Regions from separate parts of the Gossypium hirsutum genome. Here regions 2 and 3 are each linked to region 1. Evidence: chromatin contacts called from public Hi-C data. All regions are on one chromosome and are shown on one strand. The core of a region is the stretch at or near the end of the contact, and the rest is flanking DNA. Distances in the headings are between cores, read along the strand shown.

Region 1 (3,687 bases), core at 760-3,259:
AGAATACATCTTTAATTTTGCCCAAAAGAAAATAAAAATATACAAGACACCACCCTAAGATGTTTCTGATTTATTACACATTTGGATTACTTTACCATAAATTGAATGCTATTTTAATTAGAATGTGAGCAGTGCCCATGAACTATTAAAGCCAATTCTTTTTAGGGTTCCTGCAATGCATGCAGTTCTGCCCCCCCCTTTTTTATTGATCAAAACAGTGATATAAATTAAGAAAAATTGATTTAGATTACAAAATCCCAAAAACTCAGATAATATTAACGTTCAAGTTTCATATTAATCACTTCTTAACGATCAGAGGGTCTGATAAAAAAATATTAATTTTACCAAAAAAGATATATAGTGATCATTGTTGCATTAGAGAATATGTTCTTTCTTTCAAAATTTTTTTTATTTTTGTCTGTTTTCTTTCATTTATATACTTCCAATAAACAGTATCAATTAATTGCTAGTATATTTTTTAATTAGTTTTTCACAAATTGTGATGCACATGCATGTTTCATTTGTTATCAACCTTGGAAATCATTAATATTATATAAATGTGTGTGTGAATTTACAAGCTGTAAAGTTTTGTTATAGAAATAAATCAAACCAAGCTAAAACTCCCTATTCAATATGGTCCAAAAATTATGAATATTAATGTTTTTCACCAACAAATTATTTAATCAATATGTACATATATAATTCTTCATTTATTTAGTTAGGAAAAAGGTGTCATATCTAACACAAGTAGCATGCTCTATATACTTTAATTTCAACCTAATAACATTTTTGCTGTTTTCATTCTTTTGGTAACGAATTAGGTAAAAGTATCACGGGATTCTTATATTAGGAGTTAGATTATATTTTATTTATTTATTATTTAAAAAATGAGTCAAATGGTCCCTATACATTAGATCAAAGAGTAAATTGACCATTTCTTTTAAAAAACTTACCCATTTTTACGGTTAAAAATTGACATAACTAATAGAATAGCCAAAAAATTACATGTGATGCAATGTGTACATCAAAAATTAATGTACAAGTATCAGTTCTTAATAGTAAAAATGGATGGAAATTTTTATAGAAACAACGGTTTGCTATTTAAGCTAATGTATATGGGCTAATTTATTCATTTTTTTAGTAGAGGGGACAAAATGCAATCTTTTTGTAAAATGCAATCTAACTTCTAGTACAATGAATTCCATAATACTTTTACCCATGCAATTATATTTTGAGCTCAATAATTAGTGCACAATCTTTTATTTAATATATATAAAACAGAATAAAAAAAAATTCAAATGATAGTGTAAAGTATCCAAACATTTGATTAAATTATTAATGTAACTTATCTATTAAAAAAGAAGAGCAAGATCCAATCCCTTCCTGAAACAAAAAAAAGAAAAAAGGGGATTTCATAAGTCCAAGATAAGATTAAGGCATAAATAAGTGAAGTAATCATTGTGGAGAGGGAGGTTACATTAATTTGTAAAATAGAATGGATTGTGAAAGCTATGTTGTTATATATGTGTAAATATTATAGGTCCCATATGTTGGTTAAAATAAGGAAGATTTAGGGGTAAGCTAAAGCAAGAAAAGAAAAGGGAATTTGATAAACACGGGTGATGATAATGGGAGGCCAGGGTGAGGAGCGTCTTCACGTGCCAAAGGCTGGACCATCCTCAGCCCACTCTGGTTTTTAATTTTATTAGTAGTATCATGGAAGGAAGACGCTCCCCTGCTTTAGCCTTTGGCCCTTTGCCAACTGCCAACCATCTCTTACTTATTTTCATAATTTCATATTATTAGTGTTGTTGTTGTTGCTGCCATGAATGAATAAAGTATAGTTTTATAGTATGTTTCTTTACAGTGTTTCAACCACCTCTTCATAATTTAACTCTACTTTTATTTTTTTACAGTCGGCTTGATGTTTGGGTTCATCTATCTGGGTCAGGTCAACTGAGCCTTGAACGGAAACCTTAACTAATCATCTAAGCCCAGAACCATGTGGCTCATTGTTCCAACGATCTATATGGCCCAGGCAGATGTGGTCATCTATGACAGTTGACTTTCTCTATGATTTACTAAGCCCCAAAGCTTTGTTCCAATTATCAACCCATTGCAGCAAGGGCCCTCTTCGTTTTGCCCTTTTGAAAATATCTTCTCACAGTACTCGGACACAAGCTTCAACCATCATCAAACACAAATCTTAATTCGATTAATATTGATATTATTATCGGAGTAAAAAGACGTGAGTTTGAGTGTACTAAAGTGAGTTTATTTTCATATTTATAAGTCGTAAATGATTATGAATAGTTTTAAATATTGTATAAAAAAAACAACCAAATATGGAACCATAACTCTTCAATATCAACCTCCAATTTATGTCGTGCAACTATTCAACATTGCTCATAATTTTGTAAACGATCATGCCTTGTATATCAAGGTTCAAGATCCAATCAAATTCATTCTCTTCTTCCATCCAATAATTTGATTGTTTCAAAAGGTCTACAATAAAGAATTCTCTTTTTCTTTAGGATTATAAATTTTGATATCGAATTTTACATCGAATCGAGATAAGTTTATAAGTTTTTGTATATAATAAATTAATTTTGAAATTTTAGATAAAATGATAAAATTTAAATTTTTAGTATTTTTATGAATTATGAACTTATTTAAATTTTTAGTTTAATTTCGAGGTTAAATTAGATTTCGACTTTGTTTTAAGGATTAAATTAAAATTTTAATGTTTAATGGGAGACTAATCTTGTAATTAACCCTTAGTTAAGAGAAAAAAGGAAGGCGTGTGTTTTGTTTTATTATTTAGTTTAATTAGATTAAGATTTTTATTCTATTAAGATATTTATTAGAGTTTACTAATATTTTTGTGATATATTAATAAAATTATTTGGTAATTAGAAGTAGAAGTTCTTATACCCTAATTTTTCTTTATTATGATTAATTTCTCTCTTTGCCGGAAAGCAAAAAAACTCTGCTTATTATCTTTCACTGTTGCTTGGTGTTGCTGCTATCGCAACCAATTGTGCTCCTTGCTGTCTTGTGTCCAAAACTCTAGTCGTGCTTGCCTACTCCAATTTCTTTGCCACCATTGTATTGAGCAGAACAATATAACAATTTCTACTGCCGGGGTTTTGATTATTGTATTATGATCTTTTTGTTATTATTATTTGAATAAGTTGGTAGTTTTTAGGAGTAATACTATCTTAGCTTCAACTAGAAAATTTCAAGGAGTAGGATTCTTAAAAAGTTGATCAACTTTTATGTATTTAAGCTTTGCAATTGCTTTAATAAAATAGTGCACTCATTTTATCTCCATCCAAAAATCTATATGGTGTCAAAGCATCTAAAGCTTTCAAGAGCCTGATCCTATTTTTTCCCCCTCTTCCCTTTTTCTTTTTTGTCCCAGGCACAAATAGCAACCAATATCCCTCCTAGCTCCCTCTGGAAACAACACCAACCGAACCATTATTATTCTTGCGGATCCATCAAATCAAACAACCACAGCCACTTAGAAGTCCTAATTTGTAATGTTTCTCAATAATTATCGTTTTATTGTTGGACAAAATACGTTAGCGAATAAAATATATAAATATAAATAAACAATTATTTATATATATAAAATAAAATATAAATAGAATAATTTATATTTAAATTGTCAAATACGTGAAC
Region 2 (3,687 bases), core at 487-2,986, 630 kb after region 1:
CACTATAAAAATATTTTATATATTTCTCAAGCTAGTCTCAAGCATCTTGCTTCCTTTATAAAAAAGTTCCTAATTAAATGTCTTGATGTTCTTTCAGGTTTTCTTCAATGTTCGTTTGTTCTCAGTTGAACAAGAGAATGAGTTTGTTTTTAGAATAAAGCATGATTTTGTGGGATCTGATTTCAGGGTGAATGTCTTTTGCTTTTCACCATAGGGAGTGGAACGAATGCAAGCAAAAACGGCTTAAAATTAATTGTCTTTTTAACTACTGTACCTGGGGGTTATCCTATCACAGATTCGCAGGCCTTAGAATTGTTCTTCAAATATGGCGAATTTAATCTCAACTCGATTGTAACGAATATTGTTGTCAATATAAGGAGATATGAATTTAAGTACGCTAAAGAGCATTATCCTTTTATTTATAAATTGAGAACAGGCTATAAACAATTCTAGTCCTACATCAAGGCGTGCATTTGATCAATTTAATTTTTATCTACCAAAAATCGAATAAATCGATTAAACCAATAAAATTAAATAAATCGAATCTATTATAGTACTAAAATTGATTGAACCAAATGTTTTTATTTGATTCGATTGATTTATTTGATTTTTTTTAAATATATATTATATACTTTATTTTCTTTTTGGTTGTAATTATACAAATTTATTGGCTAGTTTGGGGATTGTGACCAGCCTTTTAAAACAATTTTTTTAATATAATATTAAGGGTATTCGAATTTATGTCAAACGAGTATTTAATAAGAGTTTTAATCATTACTTTGTTCAAGTTAAGTCACAAATTTTTATTTTTATTTTTATTTTTAGAGTTTAACATGAAAGATTTTATTTTTATTTTGTTTTATACTTTTTAAGAAAACTAATTGAACTCAAAAAGGATAATAATATTATTTAATATATGTTTTTTATATTAAAAAATAGTACGAATTATACTCTAAGCAGGGGTGAAGTGATCAGAAAATATTTTTAGGGATCAGAATTAAATTGTAATTTTTATGATAGTAAAAATATAATTTCACCATTTTAATAGTTTATATATTTATAATTTTTAAAAGGTTAAATTAATTTTTTATCATTTTTAAGAGATAAAGTGTAATTTTACTTTTACTAATTTATAATTAAAAAAATCATTTTAGGAGGCGGGACTGACAACCCCTGCCTCTAAGATTAAAAACTAAATTATATTAAACAAATTTTCACTATGAGATTAACTAATGACCTCAATTATACAGTAAAAAGGATAAAATTACTTAACTAATTTACCATTTGGATTTAATATATGAGTATTAATATTTCTATTTTGGGCTTGAGTATGAATATGGGCTTGGGTTTTAATAATTAAAATTTTAATTGTTTTCTTCAATTTACTTGGATGATTGAAACTTCTATTTGCAAGTTGCGTAAATCTTTAGTATATGAAGTGCGATTTACAGAGTTTTCAGGGTTAAGGATCTGGATTGTGGAGTTTTATGTTGCCACAACATGGATGGTTCAACCAGTAAGTTTAATTTCAAGTTGTTTCTCAGTTCAACCTTGAATTGGTTCGATGCCCCGACCAAGCTCCTTTACGTTTCGATGTTGCCATTTCGTTCAGTACAATAACATAACGCGTTGTACCATTACCATTACATGAATACCAAGGAAATGTACTGCATAAGAGTATAGGAATATCTTATACCAACAAATTACCTTTCGCAATGTACTGTTGAGGTTGGATGTCTTAGCAACAAGTCAACAATGGGTCGTTGCATCATCAATCAGCGGTGGATAGAGACGTGGGCCATGACAAGAAGACCCACGTAATTCCGAGAAGACTCACCAACCACCGGCAAAGTCACGACCGCTATTACCGAGCGACACGCCACTCTATAAAAATCAGACCACCGAAAAGGGAAGTCAAGTCCCCACTTACTGCTGTGCAAAACATGGTGCACTCCCATCGATGAGGATTTATTACAGGACATCAACACTCAGATACCGACATTACATTCCCAGCCATCTCCAATGTTTCTCCCACTACTAACAATTTTGCCATCTTACCCAGTTTAATTTCTAACGAATTTTGACTATGTTTTTGGACGGATTTCAAGTTTCTCTTTTATTCACTGTTGTTTTTACTCATCGATAAGAAAAAAAAAAAAAAGCAAGAAAAGTTGAAGAACAGGGGGCTGTTGGTTTGAATGGAAACAGTCAATTATACAAAGTATCCACTTAGCAGACATTAGAAACAAAACATCAAATCTATTACCATTCATTCGAAGCCTTTGTTTATTTCCTTTTGTTGACAACTATAATAGCCCACACCACACTTCACTCTCCAAAGGACGACTTTTATGATCAGATTCAGACGTGCCAATATTGGTGAGAGCAGAGTATTGCAATTTCTTTTCACCCTTCTTTCTCTCCACTTATCAACCACTTTCCTTCCTACTTCCTCCACTCTTCCATATAAAAATCAATCCTTCCTTCTTCACTGAAGCACTCACATAACAAGAGAAGAATCATGGCTCTTGACACATTGAATTCCCCAACTTCAGCTCCTCCACTGCTGGACCGTGATGATATAGTCGACCTCCACTGTGTTGAGCCCTGGACCAAGAGGAAAAGAACCAAACGACCCAGATCCGAAAACCCACCAACCGAAGAAGAATACTTAGCTCTTTGCCTTCTCATGCTGGCTCAGGGAACAACTACCAGAACCATTCCCTCAGCCTCGGCTGCTTCCAGAACCTCCCTCAACCTTTACAAGTGTACGGTTTGTAACAAGGGATTTCCATCTCATCAAGCTTTAGGAGGACACAAGGCCAGTCACAGGAAACTCGTTGTTGGAGCTGGAGATCACCTCACCATCACCACCGCCGCCACCAAGACCACTGCTGATGTCTCCGCTGTTGCTGCCACCACAGTCACGCCGCCTACAAATTTACCTCTCATGATTAATCGAGTTGGTAACAAGAATCACGTGTGTTCAATTTGTAACAAGACATTCTCTTCAGGTCAAGCTTTAGGAGGGCATAAGCGATGCCACTACGAAGCTGGCAGCAATAACAACAGCGGCAGCGATGGTGCTAAGTTACCGAGCCAAAGTCAACGTGACTTTGACTTAAATTTGCCTGCTGGACCGCAGGAACTAAGTACTCCCGACGTTAACCAAAGAGATAAATATTCCACCGACGATGAAGTGGTGGAGAATCCTTGGCCGCCGGCAAAGCGCGTCGGCTGCCACGTTTGTTGAAAGTCGTAGTGAAATAAGGATTAGATTCAGTTTAAGCGAATGATTAGAGTGGACTTTGCTGTTATATTTTATTCTTTTTTCTTCAAAAATTTTTTTGCATGTTCATCGTTTTTTTATGAATGGTTATATTATTATATTTTATTTGGGACATCAGAGTTTTTAACTGCTGCAGTAATTTTTTATGTACATGACATGAGGATATTTAAAAATTCTAAAATCAGTCCTTTTTTTACCTTTTTTTATGGAGTGTGGATTGTAATAAAATAAAAGTACTCATCAAATAAAATGTTAGTTGGAGACTGAATTCTAGTTTAGCTGATAGGTTTAGATATTATATAAAATAATAATAATAATCCAAGTAATACTCAAATTTTGAAAATTTTGTAAAAAAAAGGAAATTTTAATTATATTATACTATCTGTTTTCTTGTCAAG
Region 3 (3,687 bases), core at 435-2,934, 570 kb after region 1:
CACTATCCATGTCATCCCCGTCTGTCTTCTCTGAAGAACTGACACCTTTGTAACTAACCACCTCTTCCATGGACTTTCTAGCCCCACTCACTGCACTGTTTTTGGGACTTGAGGTCCGAGATTCATGCTTTTTCAACAGTTGGGCAGGTTTTGGAGTCACATTGGTCTTCAAATTCCTTACTGACCTGGGTACTGACAGTTTTACGGCTGCTGGTGGCGGCATAGGGGGTGGTGGCGGTGGCGGAGGTGGAACAGGAACTTTTGTCCTTTGTGGGGATGAATTGTTGCTAATTGATCGAAGTAGCGCCATATTTGGAGGTGGTGGAGGAGAGGAGAATTTCGGCCTTTTTGCGTGAGTAAATTCCTGAGTCTCATGCGGCTCCGGTCCTAGACCTTGTGGTTGTTGAAGGGGTAGCGATGTTGGCGACGGAGGATGTGGAGAAGGTGGCTGCTGCTGTTGCTGCTTTATTGAAGGTATAATAACATGCTTCATTTCCGGCGAAGAAGCTAAAATCCTTGTTTTGGGAGAAGTTCTTTTAGAACAAGGAACAGAATTTGTTTTCCCATTCATTTCATTCCTCGACTGAGTCACCAAATTGCCATTAACCCGACGCGAAACCGGAGTGTAATAGCTTTCTTCATTGCTGATCGTTGAGCCCTGAGGGGTATAAAAAGCCGTCCCCCGAGACTCTTCATCTGAAGAAGACGAAGATGGAGATGGCATTGCCGTCGGTGAATTCTCAAGCCCAAGAGGTTTAGCCAATGGAGGCAATGGCTGCAATTCCGGGCTCGGCCTATATCGATCCGACCTCCTCACTGAATTCAACTTACCATAAGGCGAACCATTAGCTCCACCATTCACTTCACCCACCGATCTCCTGCTGGGCTCCACGGTTCCAATGTAAAGAAAGCTGGAGGGTGGAACCCTAGAGTCTTCTTGCGACCTATCGGAGTTCCCTCCAACAAGCCTCTTTCGCGTTTCCCCAGGGTGTTTAGCGACCCGGTGACGGTACAAAAAGAAAGCAAGCCCCGATAGCATTCCCAAAGTGACAATCCCAACAGAGACGGCAATTGCAACCTTTTTAGCTGGTTTGGCAGGCTGGGTTGCGGTTGGGATTGACATCGAGCCATTAGTAGGCGCAGATGGTGGGGTAGGCAGTTGATTCTGATCTGCGGTCTGCCCTGGTCCTGAAGGAACTTCAGGGAAGAATGGCTGACTTGGGTCTGGATAAACAGGACTATCTGGAGCCGGCGGAGACGGTGAAGGTAAAAAAGTGTCAGCGCCTGGAGGCGGAGATGAACCAACCGAAAACAACGGTTGGTGTAGAATTCTTCTATGAAAAATGATAAAATCTTGAATTACAGAAGAAGAAGACGACAAGAACAATGAAAGCAAGAAGAAAAAAAAAGTGAAATGTGGATGAGATCTCAATCTCATTGTGAAAATTTCAGGGTCGAAGATTCATCTCTGAAGGGGGGAAAGGACTTTGTTTCTCTAACTGTTGGACCCTTTAGCCAAAAATGCATAACACAGCAAACTAAAAGGACGAAAATTATACTAAAAATATGAGTACTGCTGTTTTAGACTGCGGGGGAAGCTTCTTTCTGCCTCTAGATTTGGATGCTACATGAGATCGGCAATAGTCGCATCTTTTATTTTTTATTTTTAATTAATTATTCGGACTGTACTGGAATGACACCTGCTATTTTAGAGGAATAGCAAATCAACTATGGTATTCGGGGGCTGTTTTCCAGGTAAATGGACGATTATGCCCCTATAAATGGTGGGAATTAAAGGACCACGTTAATGTCCTTTTCTGTCCGATTATTTTATGGAATTGTTTCTTCTTTTGTCGTGACCCAGATATATATGCCACATATTTCATTAATCTATTATCTCTTTTTGCCCTCTTTACTGTGAATCGATAAAAATAACGGTTGGACTCTGAACTGTCGACTGAAAAAATTGTTAACATGAGCCGAACCGGACAAATGCCCACCTAAATGTCTCAGTTTTCTACCCATCTCAATATCTTTTAATCAGGAACAATACAAAAAGTAAAAAAAATTAAAAAAAAAAAAAGTCCCCCCATCATCAACACTCAGCCCTCTGCTCACCTTCCCCCCTGTTCGCCCTTATCTGCTTCAGATCAGTGGTTCTTGCCCATCCACTCAATCCAAACATAATAGGAAGAGTGGAAGAAGAACTCAGCAAGTGTGAAAAACAAAAGTTTTAGGTTCTAAACGAAATCACAATAGAAATTAATAATATAAATTTATGATTTGAAAACTGAAAAGTGAGTGGTGTCTTTAAAAAAAAAAGTGGGTGTGTCAGGAGAAATATTTATTTAAAAAGAATATACAAGATAGCTGTCAACAACTATTTTATTTGAAATAATATCTATCCTATTTTAAACAATCCAATTAAAAATCAATTAGTTGTTCAATTTCATCATTAATCCAATTTTAAAGTCATAACTACGTCAACGTCAGTCTACGGTGTGAGTAAAATATAAGATTATTAATGAAATTTATTCTCCTAATCTGAAATTTACAAATGGTAAGAATATCAGATATTCCGAAAGGAGTAATTCTTTTGTAGGTTTATTATTATTATTATTATTATTAACTTTGACTGTTTTGTGGATAGTAAGCCTGAAGTGAATAGAAATTTTAACCAGAGGAAAAAAAATAATTTTAGTAGGAAAGTTCTGTATAGAAAGCTAATGTACAAATAAGTAATGGAAGAAATTTAATTTTTTTAATTAATGGTCTTAAATTTAATTATATATAGATATAAATTACTTTAAAAAGGTGAAATTAAATGTTCCCACAAGTTACATCCGGTTGTCTTTGAAAAACAAATTTTCCAAAAAAGTCTAGCATAACTTATCTGTTTACCATATAAATTCAATTTATAAAAATTAAAACAGTAAATTTTATATATAATTAATTTGTTTGAACAAAACATCCAATCCAAACAAAACCACATGTATAAAATTGGATCATAAATTTAACTAAAAATATACCTCCTCGATTACAATATGATATTAAATAGTATGGTTGGTTGGTATCAGTATTATAATTAATGTAAGATAATGTGAGTTTAAATACGTTAAAATATATTTATTCTCCAATTTAAAAGTTGAAAGATTAATTTCTTTATTAGACTAAAAAGAAGGAAAGTTGTTTAGATCATATTCTTCAAAAATTGAAAACTAAATAATTTCAACAATTTCTCTAAATTTACTAATTTAGTCATCTTCAATTTTCGTTCAAAACTTAAAAAGAATTGTATAAAAAATAAATTTTATTTCAAAATATTATAAATCTAACCTTAATGATGATGCAATTTTTTTTTTGTTGTCTTTGGGAGGTTGCTTTAGTGATTGGCTTGGTGGGTTGTCTCTGATTGGATGAGTAAGGATGGTGACAAATTCGATTATACATGATGGTCATAACAGTTAATAATAATACTTATAAGAAGAATAATAATGGCAAGTTTGTTAACGAATAAACGTAAAATGTACGAGAAGAATTAGAGAAATATGTAATTTCGGAAGCCCAAAATATAATGTACTAAAAAAGTATGATGGAGTCGGACTCACTTGGTATAGTTGGTTGAGGGCCATATGTGGGGGACATGCTCCCGCCTCCATTCCCCTTTTCTTTTTATTATTCCTTTTC

The links. A called contact is a pair of places that touch in the nucleus more often than the background predicts.
Region 2: a contact with region 1 is called in a Hi-C map of leaf, with 5 times the contacts expected there. The contact joins the promoter of LOC107888695 here to the enhancer-like site in region 1. A contact is called at or near these places in 5 of 34 Hi-C or Micro-C datasets (callus and leaf).
Region 3: a Hi-C map of leaf shows a contact between it and region 1, with 1.6 times the contacts expected there. The contact joins the promoter of LOC107888696 here to the enhancer-like site in region 1. A contact is called at or near these places in 8 of 34 Hi-C or Micro-C datasets (callus, hypocotyl and leaf).

The regions. Positions count from the first base shown.
Region 1 is chrA11:62,446,217-62,449,903 of Gossypium_hirsutum_v2.1, forward strand. No RefSeq gene overlaps it. Among protein-coding and RNA genes, the nearest start is that of LOC107899353, 15 kb to the left of the region's middle. Within about 2 kb of position 2,010, at least 3 of the 9 cell types and tissues checked have an H3K27ac peak or open chromatin away from gene starts, as enhancers often do. A contact at or near this core is called in hypocotyl and leaf, where this site is marked.
Region 2 is chrA11:63,076,764-63,080,450 of Gossypium_hirsutum_v2.1, forward strand. LOC107888695 (zinc finger protein ZAT10) reads left to right here and starts at 1,737. Exons shown (of 1, transcript XM_016812869.2): 1 at 1,737-3,401. The coding sequence starts at 2,522. The coding sequence ends at 3,253. LOC121209912 (a long non-coding RNA gene) reads left to right here. Exons shown (of 2, transcript XR_005905095.1): 2 at 98-402.
Region 3 is chrA11:63,011,548-63,015,234 of Gossypium_hirsutum_v2.1, forward strand. LOC107888696 (formin-like protein 6) reads right to left here and starts at 1,685. Exons shown (of 4, transcript XM_016812870.2): 1 at 1-1,685. The coding sequence starts at 1,438.